Linked DNA regions of Mus musculus: region 2 is linked to region 1. The links are chromatin contacts, called in public Hi-C maps. All regions are on one chromosome and are shown on one strand. The core of a region is the stretch at or near the end of the contact, and the rest is flanking DNA. Distances in the headings are between cores, read along the strand shown. Region 1 overlaps Gm30339 (a long non-coding RNA gene). Region 2 has its middle 43 kb from the start of D630010B17Rik.

Evidence for each region. A called contact is a pair of places that touch in the nucleus more often than the background predicts.
Region 2: a contact with region 1 is called in a Hi-C map of the CH12 cell line, with 2.6 times the contacts expected there. The contact joins two enhancer-like sites. A contact is called at or near these places in 18 of 484 Hi-C or Micro-C datasets (the CH12 cell line, the HL-1 cell line, Sertoli cells and 11 more) and 9 of 115 datasets of contacts at active chromatin or transcription factors (DN3 thymocytes, T-cell acute lymphoblastic leukemia, Th17 cells and 6 more).

The regions. Positions count from the first base shown.
Region 1 is chr15:93,712,867-93,718,805 of GRCm38.p6, reverse strand. The region is part of intron 1 of Gm30339 (a long non-coding RNA gene); the gene reads right to left. Among named protein-coding and RNA genes, the nearest start is that of Gm41386, 3.1 kb to the right of the region's middle. Within about 2 kb of position 1,980, at least 3 of the 459 cell types and tissues checked have an H3K27ac peak or open chromatin away from gene starts, as enhancers often do. A contact at or near this core is called in the CH12 cell line, where this site is marked.
Region 2 is chr15:94,201,179-94,207,213 of GRCm38.p6, reverse strand. No RefSeq gene overlaps it. Among named protein-coding and RNA genes, the nearest start is that of D630010B17Rik, 43 kb to the left of the region's middle. Within about 2 kb of position 1,328, at least 9 of the 459 cell types and tissues checked have an H3K27ac peak or open chromatin away from gene starts, as enhancers often do. A contact at or near this core is called in the CH12 cell line, where this site is marked.

The DNA of each region.
Region 1 (5,939 bases), core at 731-3,230:
TGCACATCTATGCAGAGCCAAACAGACACCATGTTCCACGTGCTATTCCAGTCAGCACATGGGGCCGGCAGAGATGGAAAACTTACTGAGGGTGCTCAGATAGAGCACTGCCTTCCATGTACACTCCCGTGAAGGACGCTTAATTTTGGCTTCGAAGGTTCTCGAGACAACTATGTCTGCACTGCTCAACGAAACAGTCTGAGAGTTCACATGATGAGAATAGAGCATTTCTCACCAATCCTAGACTGTGAAATGTACTTGAAAATAGAGCTCACTATAAAAATTAGCATATTATACCTGGCCCGTAGCAGCCATCCTGTTATAAAAGTTGTTTTAATTTTATTTATAACAAGGAGAATCTTGAAATGGTCTGGTGTGCTGGGATCCAGTTGTCTTGGGAAGTCTTAAGAAGGCACATGAAGTAGCAACAGGTTTTCTCGGCTCTCAGTGGCATGAGGGACGGACAACATAGAAAATCAGAGCACAGTTTATTACACAACTACTCGAAATAAAGTTTGGGATGGTGGGTGCTCAGGATAACATTTCCAGATGCAAAAAAATATCACTGAGAATCCATAATTCTGGAAAGTCTGTCATCATCCACCTGACACCCCAGGGATGACGAACACAGCCCACCATTTGCTGAGTGACACCTCCTTTGTTCTTCTTGTACACACACACACACACACACACACACACACACACACACACACGCACGCACGCGCACGCGCATACACACACACACACAAGCACACACGCACACACACACACACACAGGCACACGCACACGCACACGCACGCATGCCAGGGAGCAGTGGGAATACATGAACTCCACCCTCCCTCACCATTCTTGATATGCCAATTTTTTAAATGAGTTTAACTGAAAAGTTTTCCATTTTAGGAATTTCTAGACACTTTTCAGATTAGGCCAAATACCCCCCAAGCTTCTGGCAAAGTAAAATTAAGTAATCCTTGTTCTTTATCTCAGACAAACTTTTAGGATCCTGGAGCAAATATATAAAACACAAAAGAAGAGGTAGAAGGAAATATGTTTAATATTCAGGGTCCAATTCTTTCATGGTCATAATATGAGTTTCTATGAAAAACAGTTCATTTATAGATTAGCAGGTAACTGGCGTGTTATATACCCTTCTGTCTGCCTTTTAGCCAATATTTTCACTATAACCCTCAAGATATCACAAGAAATCGAGTGATAACATGAGAATAAATCTCCAAAATGCTTGTTATCTTGTCAAACTTCAACCAGATCAGAAACTGAAGCCCTTAGACCCAATAAGATTTCTGCCTAATCTGAGCAGGACATATTTGCATATTCTCCTAGTCCCATTATTATTTGCATACTCTCCTAGCCCCTTCTTTGCATACTCTCCTAGTCCCATATTTGCATACTCTCCTAGTCCCATTATTATTTGCATACTCTCCTAGCCCCTTCTTTGCATACTCTCCTAGTCCCATATTTGCATACTCTCCTAGTTCCATTATTATTTGCATACTCTCCTAGCCCCTTCTTTGCATACTCTCCTAGTCCCATATTTGCATACTCTCCTAGTTCCATTATTATTTGCATACTCTCCTAGCCCCTTCTTTGCATACTCTCCTAGTCCCTATTAGCCCATCTAATCAAGACCTTGACCTACATTATTTTTGGATTCAGAGATAAAGACTGCTTCACAAGAAATTTTAATAACTGAACTCCCAATGCTCTTATATTCCAAACACCACAGTTCAGTACAAAAAAAAAAAAAAAAAGCAGTAGATTTCAAGTCAAGAAAGCTGGGTTGGCAGCTTCGCTTCCACCAGGAGCTTGATTCTTCATCTTTGATAAGTGAAGGCTGGGGTTGAGTTTCCTCTGCCTTTCACAGTTCTCCCTATAACACAATGCACTCTGCTGGCCTCAGTACTCTGCGAGGTTTGCTTCCACATCCATCCTTGGTTCAATGGCAATGGTTTAACAAATACAGAGATGTATCTCTAACCGTCGTGCCCTCCTCCACCTTTAGTCCCTGGAGAGAGGAGTACACCACACATCGATATCTCCTGGGGGATTTGAACAATGCTTGATACTCAGGCTTTCCACAAATGTCTGTCAGATATGGAATAACCAAGAGCTCACGCACACATCTGTCTGGTTCAATAACAATTTCCTTTCTCTCTCTAAATTTCTCTGGCTGCCCATGACTCCTTATTCTTCAGGAGGTGTTAGAAAAACCCGAGTTGTGACTGGATAACAAGTTTTCCACTGACGAGGTAAGCACAACCTTCAGACAACCCCTTTAAGATGACTCGGTGGGTTAAAGTACTTGTGGGAGTAAGGGGTTCCGATCACCAGCACCTAAATAAATTCCTGTAATCGTAGGGCTGGGAGTGGGGAGAGACAAGCAGACTCCAGGGACTGCAGCCAGACAGGCCTATACGGCACAATCCAGGGTCAGTGAAACACTCAAAAGAATAAGGTGGAGAAGTGATTTTGGAAGACAGTCAGTCACTGTCCCCCACATATGTCTGCATGGGCAAGAATACACAAACACACGCACACACACACACACACACACACACACACACACACACACACGCTCGCGAGCACACCAGGGGTTGGTGGGAATATATGAAGCCCTCCCTGATCATTTAACAGAGCCTGGTTCTTAAATGAGCTGAGCTGAGGCTCTCACTCTCCAGAAAAATAAGTGTCTTGAGCCCACCCCTATCAAGATGGGATCTGTGTTCTCCATCTTGGACATTAGGAAGATCTTTGCTTAGAATAACAATGCCCAGGGCAAGTAATGCATTGTAACCTCCAAATTTCTTTACAAACAACAGTGTAGCTTCCACCTAACTCGCTAGACTCTCTAGAGCTAATTCCCTCTCCCTCTCCCCCTCCCCCTCCCTCTCCCTCTTCCCCTTCCCCTACCCCTACCCCTACCCCTCCTCCTTCCTGAAACCCCTGTTCTTAGAACTTAGTCACCATTTTGTGTGGAAACTCAAACCACATGCAGAAGCCATGTGGGAGGAGGCAAGCACCCAGTCCAGCTCTAAGTCCAGCCACAGAGCAGAGAGAAGCCCTTTTTCCCCAGCCCTATTCAAATTACAAATGCAGGAGCAAAAATACAACTGTGGTTGACCTTGTCCACCAGGTTTGGTGGTTTTACACAACAGGTGGCGGCAACAGACAGTGTTATGGAGACAAATGAGGTGGGTTAATGTTTGCCTCTCAATTGATTCCGAGTAAAACCCACACACTCAAGCACTTCAATTCTTAAAAAAAAATACTCGTGGATCTAAGGAGAGGCTCTTCCGGCTTTGTCTCTATCAGCCCTCCTGGATTTAAGCTCACCATCTGAAAACTGAATAATTATGTCTAATTTGCATAATTGGTGATGAGTGAGATAACTATTACAAAAGCATCGTGCATCGTAGGTCCTCAAAAGTGTTATCCCTGACCTCATAGCAAACAGGAGAAAACTTCTACCAAGTTATTGCAGGCAAAGTTAGTCACTGGTGCTCCTCCATGAAATCACACGCTCTGACGTTTCTCTTTCTCTTTTGCCCCACAAATCTCTTCGATTTCCACCTGGGTCTTACCTCACTCTATAACAAGGCTAATCCGTTTAGTAAGTCTTAAACATGTTGTTGCCAAAATAGCCGGAGAAAATGAGTGAGAAATGACAGACACACTCCAATACCCAGGAAATTATACATAAGGGTTCGGAAAGTGTTGTCAAGAGTGACCCCTCCTTCCCCCCATTCTAAGGAATTCTTTAAAGCTCTGTGGTAGAGAAATGAAGAGAAAGACTTCTTGTCATGCCATATAATGGTTTGCCCATCTTCCATGTGTGTGAGGGTGTATGTGTGTGTGTGTGTGTGTTTGTGTGTATGAATGTTTAGTGTGTAGTGTATATGGTGTGTATATGCTCTGTGGGGGTGGTGTGGGGGTGGTGTCAGGAGGTATGTTTGTATGTGTGGTATGTGTGTATGTTTGTGTGTGTGGTGTATGTGTGGTATGTGTGGTGTGTTTTTATGTGGGGGGGGTATAGTCTGAGTGTAGTCTGTGTATGGTGTATGTGTGTTTTGTGCGTGTGTGATATGTGTGTGGTGTGTATATGTATGTGGTGTATATGTTGTGTATGGTATGTGGTGTGTATGTGGTGTGTGTGATGTGTGGTGTGTCTGTGTGTGTTTGTGGGGGGGGTGTGGTATGTGTGATGTGTATGGTATGTGAGATGTGTGTGGTATGTAGTGTGTCTGGTATGTATGGTGTGTGGTGTATGTGTGGTGTGTGGTGTGTAGTGTGTATGGTGTGTGTGCGTGGTGTGTACATGGGTGTGTAATAGAAAGTGGGGACGGGCACTTATCCCGTCTAGACTTCCTCCCCCAGGAGTCTAGATGGTGCTTTGCCTCAGCAGTACTGAACGATACTTTCTGAGCATCTGAACTCACGGTCCAACCACACATCTTAAATTGGAGGAACCATCCCATGATTCAAGGACGTTTCTTTCTACTTACAATGTTGATACTGACCTGTGAAGCCATAATTAAGTTTGGGTACAAATAAATGAAAGACAAACTCTCACAACCAAAATTCCTCTCTGCTCAGGTCAAAGTAAAAACTAATGACAAGTCCTATCAAAAATAATGACACACAGGCCCCATGCAAGAGTGGGTCAAAGACAGTCGCTTTTAAGCATAAAACAGGCCTCCTATTCATCTGGATGTCATGAAAAATGCTAAGTTTATATTGCCTAATTTGGAAGAGTGTGAGCTGATGCATATTTATATTTCTGGTTAAAAACTAGAGTGTCAAATCTCTTCCCCTAAAGAGACTTTGAGTTGATCAAAGATGCAGGGTTGCCCTAATTCTTTTCAAATGTAAACCATCTTTAAAAAGCTAGAACAAAAACCCATGTCTACGATCAAATAGCAGGAGAACTCTTACCCAATGCTTACAATCTAAGATGTTTATCTTCTGATGGCACTAATCCACAAACATTGTATTACTAGGTCAAGTCTATTTTTCTGTGGCATGAATTCTACGTCCAGTACCCGGCAGGTCATAGGTTTACATTTTGGAACTTGAGGGAATAAAACTCCTCCATACTCATGGAAAAGCACAGAACATTCTGGAATACAGCTTTCTGCTTTAAATCCTGTGAGCTTTCAGATACCGGGCACCCAGCCCACTGGCTCCCAACCAAGGAAGTTGCTTCAGAACAAGCCGGCTCATCCCTGGGGGGTCATTTAACCTCCACTCCTCTGATGGAATCTGCTCAAGTGTTTTGCTCTTCAGATCCAGTTTGGGGCCGGCTGGTTCTCCAGGGGCTCGAAAGACCCCTCGTTTCTTGTGACCCACAGGGGAATTCTGTGATTGGAAGGAAGAAGCTGATTGAGTTGGACCTAAGAACTTCTCTGTGAAGTCCAGAGCTCTGCTGACAGACCTGCCTCTCATCTTAGCCACTTGGGATCAGCCAGAACCCAACTGATTGTCCACTCGATGGGATCACCGAGGGTCATGTAGTCAGAGCCGGAGACAAAATACACAGAGCAGCTATGAACTGTTTCTGGAGTTAGAGATTGCACAGCACTGTCCCTGCCTGAGGACCAAGTCATCAGGTTTCTCCTTTGCAGACTTCCTCCAAATGGGACAAGTGTCATTAAAAACATTAACAAAGGGTCTCTATCAGCCAGACACAATGATTTTCTGTGACCCAAAGGCCCTTTCTCTAGAGCCTCCACACCTTCTTCAGGAGGAGGAAAATCCCTGGTCCTTGGCCCACAGATTCCATTTCGAACCCAAATCCCCTGATACTGTCCAGTATACTGTTTGCAAGTAAGGGGCTTGCAAACTCCAGTCTCCATGAACTGACTTCATCGCAAAACACTACCAGTAACCTCCACATGACCTGGGCCCATCACGGTGCGTGAGC
Region 2 (6,035 bases), core at 79-2,578, 490 kb before region 1:
ACCAAGCTAAATACTGGTTAAGTGATTAAATTTAAGACCTGGTGATTTAGATTATCATTGCATTAAACTCTTAATAATTCACCAGATAAGACTTAAGCCTGACTTAAACAGCGTGAATTGTAGCTTTTAGTAGTTCTTCAGGAAAATGTATATAGGGTGCTGTGAGAGACTATTATAGCGTTTCCCAGACCAATCCTGCCCAGTCTCCTGATACATCTTACATTTACTGTCCTTAACAAAAGAACCTCAAGCAGGGTTATGATTTGATATTTTAATGGTCTTTTTCAGACAGGTTCTCACCTGCTTATAAAATCAACATAGACAGTATTCAAGGCCAAGAGCAGGTTAAAACCTAAGTCACCTCGTTATTACCTTTACTGGGGGTAGACATAAAGTCCAGAACCCAGTGACCTCATTAGCTCCCTGTTTCCTTGACTCCAGTTGAGTAGCCAGGGAAGCCTTAATGAGGCGACTGAGTTCTTATCCACGTTGGCTCTGGCAAGGGACAGAATCTAAGGCAGCTTAGGACATGTGAAGAAATCCCCAACAGAGATCGTAAACCACACCAGCCAAGGACTGAAATGACTCAGACTCGAGCACCAGGGCTTACTTTCTACCGTGGATCACACTTAGGCAAATGTCTGGCTGGCTGTCGTTTCACTCCAAAGCATCGTCCCTCTGTAGAGATGTCATCATTGCCATCACTTAATAGATGGAGAAACTGAGCCTTGGAATGGGCAGGTAACTTGTTGAAGGTCATATGGCCAATAACCGGCAGAAAATGTCATTCTCCCTTTAGAGGCAGCCGCTACTGAGTGCCCCCTTCTCTCCCTTAGAAGGTTGTCGCGTGAACACGCCCAGGTGATTCTGAGCGCAGTGGGGGAGGGGAAGTCCTGATCCTTGGCTGGGGGTCATGATCTGTATGAGCGTCATGATAGAGCGCTGTACTGTCACTTGAAGGCTAACCAGAATGAACGAGTTGAAACGTTTTGAGTGCAGAGCGAGTAATTGGGGTATTTCTCTGAAGCGGTTACCTCAGCCTCCTACTGCATAAATAAATGGCTGTGTATACATGCTTCTACCTGTGCGCATGCGGAATCTGGATGAACGTGGATTCTTCCATGTGGTTATGGGTTCAAAAGCATTTGAAACGGAGTTAGCTCTGAGGTAACTCTTGCAGAGGACTCAAGTTCTACTTGCAGCCCCCAGGTCAGGTGACTCCCAAATGCCTGTAATTCCAGCTCCAGGGAGATTCAAAGCCTCTGGCCTCTGCAGGCACCAACGCTCCCATGAACAGTCTCCCTCCACCACACACACATAATTAAAAACAATCAAACACATCTTTTTTTAAAAAAAGTACTTATCTAGGGGTTATGGCTTGGCAGTAGGGGCCTGTGAAGAGCACGCAGCTCTCTTGGAGAGAAACCCCGTGTTTTTGGAAGCAACATCTAAACAGTTGTTTCTTCTCAGAGTCCCTTTGCCTAGGACTGAGGAGGCAGTGAGCGCAGGGAGGGCAGAGGCTACAGCGAATAGGAACTGTTCTATCAGGAGAGAATGCCCCACGCGCCCCTCTTTGACCCCTGGAAATCCCCGCAGCTTTGGCTCTCTGCTGATGGCACTGGAGGCTACCAGAAAAAAAAAAAAAAACCCAAAAACCCAAAACACAGTTCATGTGAAGACATGCGGCTTGATTGTGACATGGTAAACCTAGGGTAGTTTGCATGAAGCAGACTTGTTGTTAGAGCGCTTCTAATCCTCTCCTGGAGACAGATGGACTAGGTGCTTCCTTGTTTTTGCAGCTGCTGCTGATTCTGGTTTGAACCAAACTGCTCTCAGCTGTGAACCTGGCGCATCTATAATTTTTAATAGTTATGAAACTCACGTGATGCAAGAAGGTCTCTGAAGCTCTGAAGTGTTGCAGCCCCCCCCTTTTTTTTTTCTTTTTTTTTTTTTTTTCACGAGCCATAATTTTTTTCATACTTATTAGAAGACAGGTCCGTTTGAGTTGTACTTTGGAGGTTTTTTTTTGTTTTTTGTTTTTGTTTTTGTTTTGTTTTTGTTTTGTTTTGTTTTGTTTTGTTTTAATTGTCCCCGTTTAACGGAGGCAAAGCTGAGCTGGCATTACCTGGCATATGAGCCCACACCGGCAAACCCGAGGTTAACAAAACAAGGAACAAATGGTTTTTGTTTACTGCTGCCTAGAAGACAAGAGAAAACTTAAAAGGATTGAACGTCATGTTGGCCAAAAACCATCATGTTTTCCCAGAGGCTCTCTTATCTATGGCTTGCTCTATGTTAGCATACACATATGTGCCCCCAACTGTCTACACATGCCGTTTCACTTAGTTGTTGGATTAATACTGATGACATGAATATATTTCTCTTTCTCCAAAAAAGCCTCTACTTGTGAACTAGGTACCGATCACATCCCCATTCTCAGTGGTAAGATAGCCAGGCATCTCTATACTCTGAAATGGTTCTTGAACTCAACTTTGTTAAGGATTACAGAGATCCAAGCCCAGTGGTCTCTGCCCAGACCCTTTCTGACTGTAGCATGGAAGATGCTGTCACAGAATCACTGGAGTCCACTTACCTATGACACTCAAGGTCCGATGTTTTGACTTGCAGGTCTGTTTGTGGGTTGGCTGGAGACTCATGAGGGATGGAATACGGGTTGACAGGGGATGAAGTATCTCAGTATCTAATGAAACATAGAACCCTAAGAAAACCTAGTAGTTAAGACAAGTAATATTTAGTTACACACAACAAATTAAATTCCCTTACTCACTAAGGTGAGATTCCTTAGTGTCTTTTCTGCTGGTTCTTGCTTTGATCTCACGTAGCCGTGAGTGATGAAAATCCAAAATGGAATAAAAAAGTTCAAAGCAGCAATTATTTCTCTGTTACAAAAATATGTGTCAAAACAAACCGAAGATTTAATTTTTTTTTATCAAAATTTAATGTGTCAAGCTATGTCATAGCAGACACAATGGTGAGGAATGCCTGATATCAGCGCCTGGACAGAGCCAGGACTGTATCTTTCTGCAGTCGCTACTATATGAAATAAGCATGGCCTAGGAAGGAAAGGAGAAGAAAAAGGACCCTGCCTGTTCCTCAATGCTTATTTCACAAAGCCCAGTGACACTTCATTTTCACAGCCAGCCTGTCCTTTGATACGTGATCTTATAAAATGTATTAAGTTGATTATGGCCTAAGTTTTAATTAGATGGAATTCATCGGCATCAAAACCTTTACAAATAATTCCCCGGCTTCCTGTGAGCACTGCCAATATTATAATTGTCCACACATCCAAACTCTATGAAAATGTTCTCATTGAGAATTCTATTTGCTCTTCTTTACAACTGGAAACAAAGACACAACCATTAAATTAAACGGAATGGAATTTGCTATTAGAAATAAAACTTAAAAAAAAAAAAAAACAAAAAAACAAAAGGCCCTGAATCAGTCTGTGATGCCAGGAATTCAGCACAGAAGAAGGTAACTGTGTGTGTGTTTATGGTAAGAAGTGCACACAGTTGCATGCTTCTGTTGAAGTGGACCTTGTAAATCTCAGCCTCATGCCTTATCCTTAACATCTACATTCTATGCATAACTTAGATATAGTGTTTACTATACAGTGTTTTATTTGCCTGTATATTTCTTTGATTCTCAGATTTCTTGATGAGAGAGACAGAACCTTATTGGTATTTGTATTTGGTCTATGGTACAAGATAGGTACTCAAATAATAGATAGGTATCTTTTAGTGTGTTAATTTGCTCACACCAAAACACAAGTATGTAATACACATTGTATGTAAATGTATAGGCAGGTGCATGCCTGTGTATGTATAAACATAATACCCTGACATTTCTAAATAAGATATTTTGATATACTTAGTGATGGGGGTTTCTATGAAGGGCATTATTCTACCAGAAATTCCTGTGAGCACCTGTTTCACTTTCTTAATGAGAACAGTAGCCAATGGTCTGGAGGTGTAGAGGCAAGCAGGAACCTCCCCAGAGAACACTAAGCAGAGTGCCTCTTTGACGGGAAGCTCTGGTGATTCTGAGTCTGGAGAGTGGCCGCTCTGGAATGCATGAGGCTACCATGAAGGAAAGCAATGTGTGACTTCCAGGTTTATGAGGTCACAGCCTGGCATCTGAGCTAAAAGTGTTGAGGGCTTAAGATGCTCTTCGGAGCACACAAGTGGGTTTGCAGTTAGTGTGCAGGGGTCCTTCCTAGCCGTGGACACGCACTGCACACATGCATCACAAACATGCACACACACACACACACACACACACACACACACACACACTACAAGTGCATTACATGCATGCACAAACACATACACACACACACACGACAAGTGCATTACACACACACACACAAACAAGTGCATTACACACACACACACAAGTGCATTACACACATGCACACACACACATACACACATGCGCTATCTGTCAAGTCTTTCAGATGAAACAGCACCTGATAATGTGAATGTTGGGATGGGGGCTCTCAGATCGGTGTGTTCCTGTTGTAGCACAGAGCAAGAGTCCTTGACAACAGTTTCCAGAGAGCTTGGCCAATTAAGATGGAAGTAGAACACCCGACTTCTAGCTAATAGGAGCAAGGAAATGTATTGCAGTAAAAGGGGTGAGAGAGGCTGTGTAGTAACCTGTGGGAAGCCACATGTGCCGTTGCAGGGTGGCGCTGGCTACCACTGGCCACCACGCATACATAGGCAGTAAAGTTTTTTTTGCCAAGATGAGGTTTTGAGAATTAACCAATCAGATGAGAGACAAGTTAACCAATCAAATGAGAGACAAGTTACCCAATCAGATGAGAGAGAAGTTAACCAATCAGATGAGAGACATGTTAACCAATCAGATGTGAGACATGCAAATGAGGTGGTAAGCAAAACCCATGCATAATCAATCTGGGTGTGAGACACGCCTCTCCTAGGCCTATATAAGCAGCACCAGTTCTGGGCTTGGGGTCTCTTCGCCTCTGCAATCAAGCTCTCCCAATAAATGTGTGCAGAAGGATCCTGTTGCAGCGTCGTTCTTGCTGGTGAGTCGGGCGCATGCAAGAGTAACCAATGATATTAAGCTATTCTTCCAGGAGACAGGGATGTGTGCGTATTTGGTTTCTGAAAGGGAGAAGACACTGTAGTCATTGGTGGGTTGTTGTAATTGCACTTGGAAAAAGAAATAACTATTCTCAAGAATAGCTTTGTGAGGAAAATTTATATATATAAAACGTGTGTGCACATGCGTGTATACACATATATGTATATATACGTGTGTGTATACATGTATACATACATCTATACATACATAAACACATATACACACATATGTACATACACAGTGAGATGGCACAGCAGGTAAATGTACTTGCCATGCAAACCTGTGCACCCGAGTTTGGTCCTTAGAACATATGTAAGATGCTATAAAGTTGTTCTCTGGCCACACACAGGTTCAGTGGCTTGTGTGCCTGCACACATACCATGTAAACACAACAACAATAAATTAATTTAAAATTTTTTATGTCTAACTGTGGGTTTTAAAAAGTCCAATTACTTGAAAATTTTCTTTCTTTATCCCATCCCACTCTACCACTTTTTTTCCCAAAATAAGGAGAACTTTGGGAAGAAGTCTGCTGTCTGTTGGGACTCTCAAGTCCCTGGACAGAAGGGAGGTAAAGACCTTGCATTCCTTAGTGGGTTTAATTTTCTAAGAAATATTATAATTAGAGAGGAAGCAATGAATCTATGAAAAATTATATAAGGAGTAAAACATTTGAACTTTCCTCAGAGAAAGAAAATGTTAGACTTGTCATTAAATGTTCTCTGGATGAAATTCCACAGGGTGGGGGGAGAGGAAGCAGGAGGTGGAGGAGTGGCGGTGGGGGGGGGGGGCTGATCTGAGGGAGCACAGCTGCAGGAAGTCCTCACACTCTTCTGCAAGAAAGAGTCCTGGGCACTAAGACCAACCAACAGTTTTATGGGTTTGCTGCCATGGCTGGC